Linked DNA regions of Mus musculus: region 1 is linked to region 2. Evidence: chromatin contacts called from public promoter capture Hi-C data. All regions are on one chromosome and are shown on one strand. The core of a region is the stretch at or near the end of the contact, and the rest is flanking DNA. Distances in the headings are between cores, read along the strand shown. Region 1 overlaps Stard9 (START domain containing 9). Region 2 overlaps Zfp106 (zinc finger protein 106).

Region 1 (4,907 bases), core at 180-2,679, 100 kb after region 2:
GTCCCTCTCACACACATGCATGCCCACATGCAATTTTTGCAAATACAGAATTGTCCTTAAATTGTCAGGAAGGGCTGGTGAGATGGCTCAGTGGGTAAGAGCACTGACTGCTCTTCCAAAGGTCCAGAGTTCAAATCCCAGCAACCACATGGTGGCTCACAACCATCCGTAACAAGATCTGACACCCACTGAACTTGGAGAGTGAATGAAAGCTTTGGGAAAAGAATAATAAAGAAAGTGGGAAAGTGGCAGAAACCAAAAAGGGATTTTGGAGGTACATCAGGAGCAGAAATATAAAGGACAAAAATGGAGTAGAAACGGAGCAGCAGGCACTGTTAGAATTATTTCCATTGCAGAGTGGTTATATCTCCATTTAAGGGTAGCTTTAGGCTCTTGAGAGAGTGAGCAGCTTCTTAAGGTCTCACAACTGAGCGAAGCACCAACAATCAAATCCTTGACTGGTGACAGCAGAGTCTGGACCTGTGCACGCGGCATCCTTCACAGTTTGTTCCTATCTTTCTAGTGCTACATGTCCTAAATGACCTAGTAATGACTATAAATTAATTGTTCAATTAACAATTCGGTGGGTGACAGAGACAGTTTTGTTTTTATTTTTAATGACGGGTTTGTGTGTGAGCATATATGAAGAGGGTGTTGGATCCCCTGGAGTTGAGGTTCCACATGGAGAGGGTGCTGGACCCCCTGGAGTTGAGGTTCCACGTGGTTTTGAGCAGCATGATGTGGATGCTGGCAACTGAACTTGTGTCTAAGGCTGGAGGAATGGGTCATCCGTTAAGAGCACTTGTTGCTCCAGCCAGAGGGCCTAGGTTCGATTCCTAGTGCCCACATGGTAGCTCATAACCATCTGTAACTCTAGTTCTAGGAGATCCAAAGACGTCTTCTTTCTGGCATCTGAGAGTACTGTGCACAGACAGACATGCATGCAAGTAAAACACTCATATACATAAAAATAATAAAATGTAAAAACAAACAAAAGCAGACCCTAATCTTTTTTTTTTCTTTTTTGTAGCATTCAGAATTGATCCTAGTACTTTTTTTTTTAATGTGCCAGGCACACAATTCTGCCCAGAGCTACATTCCTAGGCTCACCTTCGTGAACCTTGTTGCCCATTATAAGGCAGCATCCCAGTTGCTTTGGTTATAACACAGATGTCAGAGTTTCTCTGCCTTTTCCTAGGCTCATGCATGGGCTGGGGGAGCTCAGCCACATGTGGGTGTCAGAGAATTTTCTCATGAATATTTGCAGAGCTATGTACATTCCATCCCTAGTGTTGTTTCTTTCCATTCAAGATGGCGTCAGAAGTAAAAGGGAGAGACGTTTATAAGAAAAAGCCCTTTTGTACAGCAACTGGATGGGGCTTGGCAGGCCTGCGAGGGGTAGGGAGAGAGGCGTGAGCCATTCACTGCAGTTTGCAGCCTCTGCCAGCAGCGCAGCTGCTCGGCTCCCTAAGCGTGGCCCTGTGCTGGACTTGGAAGGAATAAGATCATTCTTTTGGCATTGTCTGACTTGTTTTTCCCCCTTCCCTTAAACTTCACTGTGACTCTTAGAAGATTAGCTTCTAGATTCATAGAAACATCTGAGGAACAGAGTTCCCTGACACTGGAGGTTGCTGCTGGGGCCAAATTCCTATACAAAAATAGGCAGGAAGCCTGGAGAATTGTTTTAAAATGCGAAACATAGTTTGAAGTGGTTGTTTGTTTGTTTGTTTGTGTGTTTTGTTTTGTTTTCCCCTGAGTGAGTCAAGGGTAATAGGAATTTCTGGGATATCTGGAGCCTTGCGGGTCTAGGCTGAGAAGAGGTTGTCTGTGAGGGAGGAACACTTGATAGACAGTTTCTGAGACAGTTGTCCTTGATGTTACCCAGTGTCTGTGAGAGAGGAACACTTGATAGACAGTTTCTGAGACAGTTGTCCTTGATGTTACCCAGTGTCTGTGAGAGAGGAACACTTGATAGACAGTTTCTGAGACAGTTGTCCTTGATGTTACCCAGTGTCTGTGAGAGAGGAACACTTGATAGACAGTTTCTGAGACAGTTGTCCTTGATGTTACCCAGTGTCTGTGAGAGAGGAACACTTGATAGACAGTTTCTGAGACAGTTGTCCTTGATGTTACCCAGTGTCTGTGAGAGAGGAACACTTGATAGACAGTTTCTGAGACAGTTGTCCTTGATGTTACCCAGTGTCTGTGAGAGAGGAACACTTGATAGACAGTTTCTGAGACAGTTGTCCTTGATGTTACCCAGTGTCTGTGAGAGAGGAACACTTGATAGACAGTTTCTGAGACAGTTGTCCTTGATGTTACCCAGTGTCTGTGAGAGAGGAACACTTGATAGACAGTTTCTGAGACGGTTGTCCTTGATGTTACCCAGGTGGTCTCGCTTGCATCTGCAATGCTGAGAACTGGTCTTAGGCTCTCATCCGGCTCTTCACACTTGGGCTTGTTCTGAGGTCCATTGGGGTCGTCAACTGATTAAAGAAGAAGCACCTGCCAATGGCGATGACTGCTCTGAAGAGTCTGTGGGAAAGTGATTTGGAAAATCTTCTAAGCAAGAGGAGAAAGTAGCCCTTTAAAAGACCCAAACTCTCTTTTATTTACACATGCATGCCACTGAGTTCGTGTGGAGGTCAGAGGACAGCTTTGGAGAGTCAGTTTTCTCCTTCTGCCCTTTGGAGGGTCCTGTGCATTGAACTCAAGTGCCGAGGCTGGCTTGGCAAGAGCTTCTTCATCTTGCTGGCTCCAAAGGTAGCCTTTTAAACAAAGTGTCTATATATCTGTCACAGTAGATAGTTGTGTCCAGCCTGGCTGACAGCTACTGGTTTCCCCAGAGGAAGCCTCTTTCTTGCTCAGCCTCCCCAGGTGCTAAATCTTCCCCCTTTACGCTCTGGAGCAAGTCCGGTCCAAGTCAGCACTGTCTCAGTAGTCTTTGGTTTAGAGAGCCAGCACAGCTGATCAACAAAAGGCCACTTCTGTGGGGGAATGGAGTTGGGAGAGATGGTGTCATTATGTAGCATAGGCTGGCCTTGAACTTTCAGTCTTCTTGCCTCGATGCTGGGATTATAGGCATACGCCAGCACACCTAGCACACAGTGCTCCTGAGTGCATTGTTCAGAGAAGCATGAAGAAGTGTGGGGCTGATGTTTCTCTCTTTTGTGACCAGCAACAAGAAAAACAGCATGAAGAACAGGAAGGTGGGAAAGGCACATACATGCCCAAGGGCCTTGAGCATGATAGGGTTTTGTGTGTGGTGGATATTATCATGATACATTGTCAAACAGTAAGTAAAAAAGATTATAAATCAAAACAAAAGAAAGCAAAATTATTTGGAGGAGGAGGAAGAGGAGGAGAAGATGATTCTGCCATAGTCTAGCTGTGTTTGTAGGCTTTTCTCAATTGTTCTCCACTTTTTTTTTTTCTTTTGAGGTAGGGTCTCTTCTGAACCCAGGCTCACCAAATCTAGCTGCCCTACCTACCTAGCTGTAGGGACTCCCCCATTCCTGATTCCTAAATGCTGGGAGTACGGGTGGTTACTATACCAACCTAGATTTTTTATTTAAAAAAATTATTATTTTTAAGACAGAGATGCTGGAGCTATGAGTGCTCTATCTATTGAGCTATCCTCCTCAGTTCCATAATGTGGAAAATAACACACATTTTAAGCAAGTATTTGATGAAATTTCAAGGGAGGCGTATACCAGGTGTGGTAGCATCTCCCTTTAATCCCAGCGTTTGGGAGGCAGAGGTGAGTGGATCTCTGTAAGGCCAGCCTGGTCTATGTAAACATAGTTATTTCCAGGACATCCAGAGCCTGTCTCAAAAAACCAAAGGGCATTGGGGGGGGGGCAGATAATTTTTATTCTCAGTGATGGGAAGAAAGAGTGTTATGATGGTTTGAATATGCTTGGTCCAGGGAGTGGTATATTAGGAGGTGTGGCCTTGTTGGAGGAAGTGTGTCACTGTGAGGGTGGGCTTTGAGATCCTCCTCCTAGCCATGTGGGAGTCAGTCTTTTGTTTGCCGTCAGAACAAGGTGTAGAACTCTCAGCTCCTCTAGTGCCATGCCTGTCTAGATGCTGCCATGCTTTCTGCCTTGATGATAATGAACTGAACCTCTGAAACTGTGAGCCAGCCCCAATTAAATGTTCTTTAAAGAGTTGCCTTGGTCATGGTGTCTCTTCACAACAATGGAAACCCTAACTAAGACAAGTCTCAAAAACTCTAGTTCGTTCATATTAGAGAAGATGGGGAGGAAAGAGTAAGAGCTGGAGAAAGATAAAGGGTGTGAGGTGCTGACTTCCAGCTGCGACGTGGTTGCTGCACTCTAACTCAAAGCAGCTGTGATGACTTGCATACAAGCTGGATTACATTGAGCCTGCCAGAAGGGCTGTAGGGCTCCACCCTTGCTTGAGGATTTTTTAGCAGTTAACAATGGTAGGAGAGAGAGACATTGTCTTCAGTGGAGTGGCCACGGATAAAGTGCACATTTCTGTAATTCCTTGAAAAATAAAAGAGCAGAGGAAGAGACATGAAAGTAAAAAGGGAGGAGTTAGGAAGAGGAAGTGAGAGGGATTTAGTATGAGGGAAGAAGAAAGGGAGATTAGCTGGGTGAGTATAATTGAAATATAGTATGTAAGATTCATAATGGGACCCATTATGTATAGTTAATATATGCTAATACAAACATTTTAAACATTTGAGTCACAGTATGATTGCTCTCTTTGTAATGAGGTAGATCCTAAATTTATTGATTATCTTCCAAAAGTGAGAGAGACATTCTTGCCTAAGACTTGAAAGTAAGTACACACACACACACACACACACACACACACACACACACACACACACACACACACACACACACGTGTGCATGCACACATGTTTAATCTCAGCT
Region 2 (4,478 bases), core at 1,971-4,470:
AGTTTCTGCAATTGAATTTCTTTCTCTAAACTTGACTTAGAGCTGGAGAGATGGCTCAGCATTTAAAAGCATTGGCTCTTCCAAGTGACCTGGGGTTCAATTCCCAGCACATACTCATCACCATCTGGAACTCCTGTTCCAGGGGACCTGACACCTCTTCTGGCCTCCATGGACAGCAGGCATGAGTGTGGTGCATAGACACACATACACCTACACACATACAAAGCAACACCTTAGGCTGGCGTGGTGATAACACACCTCTTACAGCACTGAGAGGCAGAAGTAGGAGCATCTCAGAGTTTGAGGTCAGCCTGGTCTATGCTGTGAGCACCAGGCCAGCCAAGGTTTCATAGCAAGACACTGCTTCAACAAACAAAACACATTGACTACCATCTTAAAAACTGACCTTAATTAATTAGCCTTTAAAAGAAAACTGATTGTGTGTGCACATGTGCATGCCATAGTGTATGTGTGCAATCAAGAGAGCAGAGTACTGGGCTGGTGAGATGGCTCAGTGGGTAAGAGCACCCGACTGCTCTTCCGAAGGTCCAGAGTTCAAATCCCAGCAACCACATGGTGGCTCACAACCATCTGTAACAAGATCTGACTCCCTCTTCTGGAGTGTCTGAAGACAGCTACAGTGTATTTACATATAATAAATAAATAAATCTTTAAAAAAAAAAAAAAAAAAGAGAGCAGAGTACTTGGCTGCATTTCCTCTACCCACAGAACCATCTTGATGGCTCTTAAATGGCCTTATGCCTGTAGTATTCTGGACATAAATTAGCTCCTTTTTCACAATATAGAATTAAAAATTCGGGGCTGGTGAGATGGCTCAGTGGATAAGAGCACCCGACTGCTCTTCCGAAGGTCCGCAGTTCAAATCCCAGCAACCACATGGTGGCTCACAACCATCTGTAACAAGATCTGACGCCCTCTTCTGGAGTGTCTGAAGACAGCTACAGTGTACTTACATATAATAAATAAATAAATCTTTAAAAAAAAAAAAAAAAAAAGAATTAAAAATTCATCTCTCTGGCATGGTAACACTTGCCTGTAAGCTCAGTACTTGCAACAGGGCTAAGAAGAATGTGAGTTGACTATCTAAAGAGACCCTGCAGCAGTCAGTCAATCAATCAATAAAAGTAAGTGGGTGATTTCATATAATTATGTCATTACAGGGGCATATAAGACTCAAAGAATAAGCATATCAGTGTCTAATCATAGCCTTTGATAATGGTTGATCATTTACATAGCTTAGCTATAATAGTTTTGTTGTGTATGAAAGAAACAAAAATTAGTGTCCTACCCATTTAACTTCCTAAAACAGAAGCGCAGGCTCCACCAGCTGCACTGAGGTCATGAGAATAGTATCTGAAGGACCGCACAGCCCAAGGGGTCAACAATCATGGTGCTATGGGCATCTTAAGACTAAGAAAGTCTTTTTCAAGGACTTACTTTTAAAATGTTAATATCTAGGGTAAAACTACATATTTCCTACCTATATTTAAATCTCTAACAAAAAGCAGGTCAGAGTATGTATAAATAATATTCAAGAAGAATCATTAAAATTTAGAGTTGGAAGTTTCCTCATCACATAGAAGGACTTTAACACTTGTGGACTTCATTAATTGTTCTCTCCTATTCTCTGTCACATTAATAAATAAGTCGTAGCACACACCTATAATCCCACCACCTAGGGAGACAGACACAGAAATTCAGAATCATCTTTCGCTATGAGCAAACTGAAAACTTGCTATGGCTACATGACTGCCTGGCTCAATTAAAAACAAACAAACAAAAAACTTCAGGCTATAAAATCAGGTAAGTAAAACCATAAATGCCTAACACATAAATACATAAACACAGATATACAAAATTAGGAAAAACAATTAGGGAACATATATTGTTCAAATAGTCTTGCTATTGTCAAACTTAAAATATTAATGTTTTAATATAATGTAATATTAATATTACATCTAGAGTGAACCAGGCACTGTATAGTTGTTAGGATGCCAAAGGTAAAATTCAGATTTAAGAAAAGCACCATGCTAATTTATAAGAGGTCATCCTTTCCCCTAAGAGATATTATTTGGGCAACAAAAAATATAATAATACAAATGATAAAAGATGAAATGTCTATTCATTTTACTTATACTCTACGGCTTTCTCATAGAAAAATTGGATAATAAGAACAGTTCAAGACACAGTAACCAAGACCATAGTTTTCAGGACTAAAAACAAGACTGAGTTTAAAGACAGATAATATAACAGTTCAAAAAAGCACTTCATAGTCCTTAGTCCTCAGATAGCAAACTCAAACAAAACTTAATATTTAAAATAAGATTAAGCTTTAAGGGTCTTAAAGTCAGGCTTACTTATCTTTCAATGTCAAATCACAAGGCTGAGTGTAGCTTAGGCTTACTTAGTAGAGTGTACTCTTTGCTGCACAAAGCTCTAGAGGCTCATCCTCAGGACAGAGAAGTTGTCTACATCTAATTCTATCTCAAAAAGCAAAACTAAAAACAAACCAACTTACCGACTTTGTTCTTTTCTTTCTTGTATTAACTGAACAAGTTCCTTATCAAAATACTCTTCCTCTTCCTCTTCCTTTCCATCATCTTCTCTTTCCTGGGCATCAACATTATCTTTGTGCAACTGGCCAGAAATGTGCTTTGCATATGCAGAGAGACCCACTTCTGTGACCCGGCACACTCGGCACTCATGACTAATGTCCCTAGGGAAAGAGGGAGATGAAGGACATTCAATGCTCCCCACTGGCATGGCACACTCACCAGATTGCTAGTTGCCTCTGAAAGACTCTGTATGCAGATGGCCACAGTGGAAGGTTAGAGGGAATCAAGTCGGTGCTCCTCTCACCACTGTTAGTATATTTGCTTATAAATTACTTTGGAATAAATTTAAGATTCTTTTCCAGCAATCAAGAGGTAAAACACTTCAAATTAATAGGCTTTAGGAGAAATCTTCTTGAATTGCTGTACTTAAAATCTTGCCGAAGGAAACATGGTGAAAGGGGAGGCAGGGCAGGGGGCTCAGAGCAAAGACAAGCTGCTCTGGGGCACACCCATGATGGCAGCTGCACTCAGAAAGCCTGGTGACAGCACATCCATTTAATCTCCAGCTCTAAAGTGCTCTTCCAGTGAAAGTTGGGGGTGGAGCAAAGAGGAGGGGGAACAGCCAATCTCAGCTTGGTAACTAAAAATTAAACAGCTGGCACTCTGCCTGGAATGTGAAGAGTCCGGACCCTGGCAAGAGACAGTAGTAGCAAATGTTCTTAGTCTGGATGATACATGTGACACACTGCTTCAGCAGGCTTATTTAAAGGGAATTGAAACCATGTCAAATGTAGGAAGTTAGCAGCTGTTAGGCAAATGTTTTCTCTCCAGTTTCAGAAAATGATGCAGTCCAGATACACACAAAATTGGCTTTTACCTAAACTGGTGATGACTGGCTTGCTTCTGTCTACTTTTTCTTCTACTTGACTCAATAGCAAAATCTCCTCTTTGGCCAGTCTTTTAAAGATTTCTTTTATATATATACACATACACTGCAGCTGTCTTCAGACACACCAGGAGAGGGCATTGGATCCCATTACAGATGGTTGTGAGCCACCATGTGGTTGCTGGGAATTGAACTCAGGACCTCTGGAAGAGCGGTCAGTGCTCTTAACTGCTGAGCTATCTATTTTTCCAACTGTGTTTGGCCAGTTTTAAGAATCAAAATCTTAAATCCTCTTTAATATGTAGCAGATCAATAATTTAACTGTTTCTAAGTTCTTTCAATCCCCTGATTACGTCATCTGTCTGTGCAACAATAATGAGAAGCGTGCAACTGTGGCTGTCCAATAATTCAAACTTAGTCTAAGTGCTTGTGCTATGGGTTTATAGTAGTGATATTTCTGTGATTCCCACACCAATGTGGGTATCTACATCTGTCTGCCTATATAAATCTCCAGACACATGCTATGAAACACACTCAGTCACCTCCCCCAACCCCCAGTTTTAACCAAACTCAATCAAAATAAGCAGAATTGACATGAATTAACAGAAGTCCTTGAAACTGAGCACTTCATTTACTAGAAGACACTTTCTGTTACAAATCACTTGAATGCCCATTTAAAGCAAAGCAAAACAAACACTTTACCAACAATTACTAAATGCCAAGCAAAACACTATGTTACTTAGTTACAAACTATAAAAACTCAAACAATGCCTGATACATCTTAAAATACAATCATGAGGGCTAGAAAGATGGCTCAGTAGTTAAGAACATTTTTCCTTGTCTCAGAGAATTTCTGAGGGCCATGGGATCTGACACCCATTTCTGACCTCTGTGGACACTGGTTCTCACATGGTATGCATTTACTACATAAATACACTAACATACAAAAAAATAAATCGCAGGGAACAAAATGCAATGCAGTTGGACAGGAAATGGTAGGTAGCATTGGGAGTGCA

Evidence for each region. Capture Hi-C pulls out chosen DNA fragments and counts their contacts.
Region 1: a contact with region 2 is called in a promoter capture Hi-C map of adipose tissue. The contact joins two enhancer-like sites. A contact is called at or near these places in 3 of 39 promoter capture datasets (frontonasal cranial neural crest, hematopoietic stem and progenitor cells and pre-B cells) and 3 of 9 other capture datasets (adipose tissue, liver and pancreatic islet).

Annotation. Positions count from the first base shown.
Region 1 is chr2:120,642,617-120,647,523 of GRCm38.p6, forward strand. The region is part of intron 3 of Stard9 (START domain containing 9); the gene reads left to right. Among named protein-coding and RNA genes, the nearest start is that of Stard9, 16 kb to the left of the region's middle. Within about 2 kb of position 1,430, at least 58 of the 459 cell types and tissues checked have an H3K27ac peak or open chromatin away from gene starts, as enhancers often do. A contact at or near this core is called in adipose tissue, where this site is marked.
Region 2 is chr2:120,536,756-120,541,233 of GRCm38.p6, forward strand. Zfp106 (zinc finger protein 106) reads right to left here. Exons shown (of 22, transcript NM_011743.3): 4 at 2,540-2,737. Among named protein-coding and RNA genes, the nearest start is that of Zfp106, 25 kb to the right of the region's middle. Within about 2 kb of position 3,221, at least 151 of the 459 cell types and tissues checked have an H3K27ac peak or open chromatin away from gene starts, as enhancers often do. A contact at or near this core is called in adipose tissue, where this site is marked.